Linked DNA regions of Gossypium hirsutum: region 2 is linked to region 1. The links are chromatin contacts, called in public Hi-C maps. All regions are on one chromosome and are shown on one strand. The core of a region is the stretch at or near the end of the contact, and the rest is flanking DNA. Distances in the headings are between cores, read along the strand shown.

What was found. A called contact is a pair of places that touch in the nucleus more often than the background predicts.
Region 2: a Hi-C map of leaf shows a contact between it and region 1, with 3 times the contacts expected there. The contact joins the promoter of LOC121216388 here to the enhancer-like site in region 1. A contact is called at or near these places in 13 of 34 Hi-C or Micro-C datasets (anther, callus, fibers and 4 more).

The regions. Positions count from the first base shown.
Region 1 is chrD04:15,598,834-15,602,849 of Gossypium_hirsutum_v2.1, reverse strand. No RefSeq gene overlaps it. Among protein-coding and RNA genes, the nearest start is that of LOC121216387, 8.7 kb to the right of the region's middle. Within about 2 kb of position 1,364, at least 1 of the 9 cell types and tissues checked has an H3K27ac peak or open chromatin away from gene starts, as enhancers often do.
Region 2 is chrD04:15,699,340-15,702,933 of Gossypium_hirsutum_v2.1, reverse strand. It overlaps LOC121216388 (transcription factor TCP20), which reads left to right and starts at 1,836. Exons shown (of 2, transcript XM_041092053.1): 1 at 1,836-3,408; 2 at 3,513-3,594. The coding sequence starts at 2,287. The coding sequence ends at 3,189.

The sequences.
Region 1 (4,016 bases), core at 115-2,614:
AAAAGGGGGTTGACCAAATATTTTTATGAAAAAATCTAACAAAAATTATGAGAGTGGGGAATTGAGCATAGGACCTTTAGGGAGCTAACTAAGCACTTAACCACTTGACTACTCACTAACTTATTATAATTCCTACAACATTTATTTTAAAAATATGGTGTGACCTTTACTAAGGTTTGAAGCAAAATTGCACCATAAAGAAAAATAATGTGAGGGAAGGGATTCGAACATAGATCATCAGGGACATCTCCACCACTACTTGATCACTAGACTTGATACTTATTTATTAACAATGTGCCAAGGTCATCTAAAAAGAATTTCATGTTTGACGCTCTCGGTTCAATTACCCAATTTCTACTAACTCCGATTTTGGGACGTGACATACGTAGTTTTAAGCAATGAGAAACCAAAAAATTGGGGTAGCTTTGCACTCAAACTTGATATGAGTAAAGCATATGATAGGGTTGAATGGCATTTCTTATGGATTATAATGTTCAAGACGGGGTTTGTTGTCTCATGGGTGGATTTCATTTTGCATTCTATCACTATTGTTTCCTACTCTATCATTATTAATGGGGAGGCAAGTAAGACTTTTAAACTAGAGAGATGACTTAGACAAGGAGATCTACTGAGCGCTTATGTCTTTTAAATTTACAGTGAAGGGCTGTCTTCTCTTATGAAATTGGCAAAAGGTGAAGGACTAATGTTAGGAGCTAAAGTGTGTCTATAAGGACTCATGATTAGTCATTTATTATTTGTAGATGATTGCATATTGTTTGGGGCAACTACTGACTGTGGTGCCTCTTATTGGAGAATGATTCAAAGTCAGTTATCAGTTACCTAAATCTTATCTTTGACTAAGTTGTGCTTGTTTTGTTTCTCCCTTAATTATCTACTTTCTGTTGTGATCGTGCTAAGATTAGTGTTGCACGTTTGTTATGGTGTAAAGCCTATTTATAGGCCTATCATTTGTTTCATTGAGTAGTGGAATACTACAACAATTTTAGTCAAACAAATCCTCTCTTTCTTTTGCGTGACTTTAAGTCTCTTCTTTTCGGTCTATTACTTGAATTAAATTCAAGTCTACTCTTGTGTGACTATTTCTTGGTTATTGATAATTATCCCCAAAATTTGTGGTATCATAGCCAGGTTTGTTTGTATCTAGCGTGTAATTAATGGCGACTAACGATAATGTCGTGAATGTATCTCAGCTGTCAATTCCAATCGTCAATGGAGAAAGTTGTGATTTATAGAGCATCAAGATGAAGACCTTGTTCAAGTCTTAGGATCTTTGGGATTGAGAATGATTATAACGAACGGGATGAAGAGACGAGATTGAGAGAAAATAATAAGAAGGACTCGAAAACGTTATTCTTTATCCAGCAAGTTGTTCATGAGACCATTTTTTTTGAAAATTGCTGCAACAACTATTGCGAAAGAAGCTTGGGGAATCTTGCAGGCATCATAAGGTAATCATGATAAAACTTCAATCTCTTCGTCGAGATTTTAAAACCCTACAGATGAAAGGTGGAGAGTCAGTGCAAGATTTTTTATCTAGAGTTGTTGCAATTGTCAACCAGATGCAGTCCTATGGAGAAAATATTACTAATAAAATGATTGTAGCAAAAATTCTCAAGAGTCTTACTCTTAAGATTAATCATGTAGTGGTTGTCATCGAAGAGTCTAAAGACTTAGAAACATTCACATTTGATAAGTTGATGGGATCACTGCAGTCCCATAAGGCAAGGCTGAACAGGTTAGAAGAGAAGACTGAAGAAAAGGCTTTTGTTGTGAAGGGGGAGGCATCACCTCAAAGAAATGAACAAAAATGGCGTGGTAAAGTTGGATCTCAAGGGAGAGGAGGTCATAGTAGAGGACGAGGTTGGGTGATGAGCACCAAAATCAAACTCAGCAATGAGATAAAAAAAAGGTTTATCCAATATTATTATTATAAAAGGTTTGGGCATGTGAAGGCCGATTGCTAGAAAAGACAAAAGCAAGGACAAGCAAGTTATGTAGAGCAAGAAGATGAGGTAATCAATTTTTTAATGGCTTATCAAAAAGATGCAACAAGTCACAGCAACATTTAGTTTCTGGACAACGGGTGCTAGAATCACATGACTGGCATAAAGTCATTATTAAAGGAGTTTGATGAGACCTTCAAAAAACAAGTAACACTTAGAGACAACAAGAAGATTCAAGTGGAAGGGAAGGGTAATGTTCGCTTGTCACAAAATCTATTGAGTGTAGGCCAACTCATGGCTACTGGATATTCTATTATGTTCAATGATGTCTCTTGTGTGATTAAAGATAAAAAATCAAATCAAATCATTGTTGATGTTTGCATAACACCAAACAAGCTATTTCCACTTGAAATTTCTGATGTTGAAAACCATTCACTTGTTGTGAAAGAAACTAGTGAGTCAAGATTATGGCATTGAAGGTATGGGAATTTGAATGTAAAAGGTCTGAAGTTGCTGTGTCAAACAGAAATGGTTTTTAGGTTTCCTAGAATTGAGTCTTTAAATACGTGTGAGGGGTGTATATACGGGAAAAAATGTAAGAAACCATTTCCTGTAAAGAAGTCTAGAAGGGCAACTAGGTGTCTTGAGCTTGTACATGCTGACTTGGTTGTCCTCATTAAAACACAATCATTTGGTGGGAGTAGATATTTTTTATTATTCAGAGATGGCTACAGCAGGATGAGTTAGGAGTACATTTTATAGTCCATGTCGAAAACATTTGAAATATTTAAAAACTTCAAGGTACTTGTGGATAAGCAAACTAGACATTGCATCAAGACACTACGTATAGACAGAGGCGGTGAGTTTGTGTAGCTAAAGTTTAATCATTTCTGTGAAGAACAAGTCCTAAGAAGAGAATTGATTGCTCCATACACTCCGGAGTAGAATGGTGTTACTGAACAGAAGAATCGGATAGTTGTAGAAATGGCAAGAAGTATGTTGAAAGCCAAAGGGCTTTCAGATTAATTATGGAGAGAAGTTGTTGGAACTACAGTCTACTTATTGAATCTATCACCAAGGGTTATTCCCAATCAAACATCATATGAGGCCTGGTATTGGAGGAGACCTTGGGTAAGCCATTTAAAAGTTTTGGTTGTGTTGCTTATACTTTAGTTGACTCACATAAACGCAGCAAACTTGATGAGAAATCAACAAAATGCATTTTTATTGGTTACTATTCTTAGTCTAAAGCATACATGCTGTATAATTCTATTGGTGGCAAGATAATAATCAGCAGTAATGTAATTTTCAATGAAGATGCAAGATGGATTTGGGAAAAGAGTGTAAGTGATGTTAAATTTGAAATTGCAAATAAAGATGAAGCTCTACAAACTGAAGTATTACAACCTCCTTCTCCAAATCTTTCATCTCCTCTAACTTCATCAAACGTATCTTCAAGCAGTAAAAGTTCATTTGATGATGAAACTCCTCTAAGGAAATACAGATCTTTGGCTAAAATTTATGCAACGATGCAAGCCTTGTTTGTCGTTGATCCTACAACTTTTGAAGTGGTAGTAGGCAAAGAAGAGTGGCGAAATGCAATGAAAGAAGAAATTGCAGCAAGACAACGCAATAAGACATGGGAGCTTGTAGATCTTTCTAAAGACAGAAAAGTAATTGGAGTCAAATGGGTCTTTCGAACCAAGTTCCAAGCAAATCGCAACATTAAAAAACACAAAGCACGACTGGTAGTGAAAGGGTATTCACAACAACCAAGAATAGATTTTGATGGCACTTTCTCTCTAGTTGCACGGTTTGAAACTATTAGAATTGTATTGGCTTTGGCGGTACATTTGAAAAATGTTGTGTATCAGTTTAATGTTAAGTCAGCATTTTTGAATGGGGACTTACAAAAGGAGGTTTATGTTGCTCAGCATGAGGGATTCGTAGTCAAAGGCAAAGAGGAGAAAATGTACAAGTTGCGAAAAGCTCTCTATGGACTGAAGCAGGCCCCGCGTGTAAGGTACAACAAAATTGATACATACTTTTTCA
Region 2 (3,594 bases), core at 587-3,086, 100 kb before region 1:
ACCAAAGGGGGGAGTAATTCCAAATATGAGTGGTGAATGCTTAAAAAGGAAACAATAGTGTGAGTCACTTCCCAATTATAATTGATTCAAACAATTGAACCTTTAAAGCTTCTATAAATGAATTTGATAGGTCAATGAAGATTGAAAGCTTAGAAGGTAAAAGATATGTTCTTGTAAGTGTAGATGACTATTCCATGTTTACATAGGTAAGATTCTTCTGTTAAAAGTTTAACACATTTGATGCCTTCAAGAAACTGTGTAAAAAAGCTAAGAATGAAAAAGGTTATCTTATTGGGAAATTTGTTAGGATGCATGACCAAGGAAGGGAATTTGAGAATGAATAATTCTCATATATTTTTGACAATACGACATTCAACATGAGTTTTTTGCTCCAAAAACTCCATAACAGAACGAGGTTATTAAGAGGAACAATAGGACAATTTAGGATATGGCTCATGTTATGCTAAGTGCCATGGGAATTTCTCACAGGTTTTGGGTTGAAACTATTGATACAACTTACCATATGATTAATAGTCTTGTAGAGGCTAAAGACTAAAATGACACCTTATGAGATGTGTAGAGGAAGGAAGTTAGTAATTGGTACTTTCATGTTTTTGTGAGTGTCTAATACATTCAATAACCTTCATAACTATATGATAATAACATAACAAAAAATGATTTATAGAAGTAGTAATACTAATAGTAGCTAAAAAATAGTAGAAAAGATGTTATAACAGTAAATGATTGATAGTATATGAATAAATGATTTTTTATATTATCAAAGTGAAATTATACTTCAAGCTTTATAATATAATATATAATAAGTTAATTTATTAAGTTACACATTTTAGATTTAAATTTTTCTTAATATGCTAAGTCATAATTAATTTTCAACTTATTTATAGTATAGAAGTAAATAATAATATTTTATAACAAACTAATAACATAATTATAAAATCAATAAGTGGTTGGAAGAAGTGGACCAAATTCGAATTTTGAAGTCGACACCCTTGAGAAGACTTACCTAAATACCACTTGACTCAATCAGGATTAATCTCATTGTAAAATAAATCAAAACACATATAGTTATACCAAAAAAAAATCATAATCATTATTATACTTGATTGAAATATAATATTTATATTTAAAAAAATTCAAGTTTAAATTCTTATAGAAAAATTAGAATAAAAAAATATTACATTCCTTTTTATTGATATTATTATATTGATTTATATTTTAAAATTCATATTAATAATAAATACATAGATAATTAGTTTTAACCATGTAAACGTGATATCATTAAATCATAATTTATTTAATTTATTTTATAATACCACCTACATATTATTAAAATTAATTATCTATATTATATAAAAAATTATTTAATATATTGTTGAGTTTTTAAACTTCAAAAATAGAGGCAAATCTAGTAAGGATGGCATGGGTCCCGACCATCTAAAATAAAAAAATTACTATTTAGGCTTTCTAATTTAAAAAAATTACATTAGTAAAGGTAAAATTACACTTTAACCTCCTAAAATTATAAAAATTCAATTTAATTCTTTAAAAATTAAAAAAAAACAAAAACTATAAAAAACTAAAATCATTCGACTCTTGAAAAATTATTCTAACTTCGCTGTTGAACAGGTGGTTGACAAGTGCCCTAAAAATATAATGAAGCATTTAAAGATAAATATTTGAAAAATTATATTCACCCATGTTATATTGCTTTTATAATAATGTAGGGTGAAGGTGTGATGAAGAGAAAGGAAAGGAATCCATCAATCTATGAATATTATATATGGTTATATGGGGATGCGTGAATATCTTATCTATAATTTTGAAATTGTAATTTATAATAATAATTATTGTAAATGATATATTCTGTGCGAATTAGTGTCTTCAGGTGAAAATGGCAGTTAAAGTAGCTATCATATCAGAAATGTTAGTCAAAAGCCCCCTTCACTGCTGAGAGAAAAAGGGGAAACGAAGAAAGGAAAGGCTCATGCATTCATATATGAGCCATGGAGAAAGAAAAGAAAGAAAAATGACATCTTGTGAAAAGCAAGAATAAAAATTTTGACATTTCGGGTATGTGTGCTTTGGGATTTCAATATTATAATTATCATAGTTTGTCTTCACATTCCTTGTCAGAGAACAGTGAAAACTCATCAAAGTCTAGGACTTTTCAGGTCACCTTCTTCAATCAAAGAGGACTCCTCTTTTATATATATATTGTTTTTCTTTTAATTTGCCCCCACACCCCCACCCTTTTTTTACCTGTTTATGGATCCCAAGGGCGCCAAGCAGCCTCCAGAGGAAGTAGCCAACTTGTTGAGCCTGCCACCCCAACCCCAACAGCAACAGCCTCAAAACATGGGAGAGAATAAAGCAGCAGAAATCAAGGATTTCCAGATTGTGGTTGCAGATAAAGGAGAAGGGAAGAAGCAACAGTTGGCCCCAAAGAGAAGTTCTAACAAAGACAGGCACACCAAAGTTGAAGGAAGAGGTAGAAGGATAAGGATGCCTGCTTTATGTGCTGCTAGAATCTTTCAGTTGACCAGGGAATTGGGTCACAAGTCTGATGGGGAAACCATACAGTGGCTGTTACAACAAGCTGAACCATCCATAATTGCCGCCACTGGGAGCGGAACAATTCCAGCATCAGCTTTGGCTGCAGCTGGAGGCTCAGTTTCACAGCCAGGGGCCTCTCTATCAGCAGGGTTGCACCAAAAGATGGAAGATTTAGGGGGGTCCAGTATAGGGTCAGGGAGCAGTAGGACCAGTTGGACAATGGTTGGTGGCAATTTGGGAAGACCCCATCATGTGGCGACCGGGTTATGGCCACCAGTCAGTGGTTTTGGGTTTCAGTCATCATCTGGTCCGTCTACAACAAATTTAGGCAGTGATAGTTCCAATTATCTGCAAAAGCTTGGGTTTCCAGGTTTTGATTTGCCAGCTAGTAACATGGGTCAGATAAGTTTCACCTCAATCTTGGGCGGAGCTAATCAGCAGCTCCCGGGTTTGGAACTTGGGTTATCTCAAGATGGTCATATTGGGGTCTTAAATCCTCATGCTTTGAACCAGATTTATCAGCAGATGGAGCAAGCTCGGATGCAACCCCAACATCAGCATCAGCACCAGCAACAACCCCCTGCTAAGGATGACTCCCAAGGATCGGGCCAGTAAAGCTTTAAACTTTGAGAGCAAGATGAAAATGAGTAGGATTCCTGAGACAGGATGGCTTTGTTTTTTCTTGTAATGGTTCAGTATTGTATAATGGGGAAAACCAAAAAAAAAATAACAAGTGTGAGAGAAATGGATACTTTTCCTCTCAGAAATCTATGGGGACTAGATTGAGTGGCTTCTTTCTTTCTGCACTGCTTCACCCAAGTTTCCATTACAGAGGTTGTTTTTCTTGATTCATGCCTTCTGTTGAACTTGCATCCTCCGAATTCTTCAGAGAAGTACTAATTCTTTTGTGCTAAGCTATTTTACTGTGGAGTGTGCAGGTGGAGCTTTGCACAGCTCAGTAGCTTGGATTTGGGCTCAACTTCTTGTTTGATTCAGGGTGTGTTGATTGTGATGCAAGGC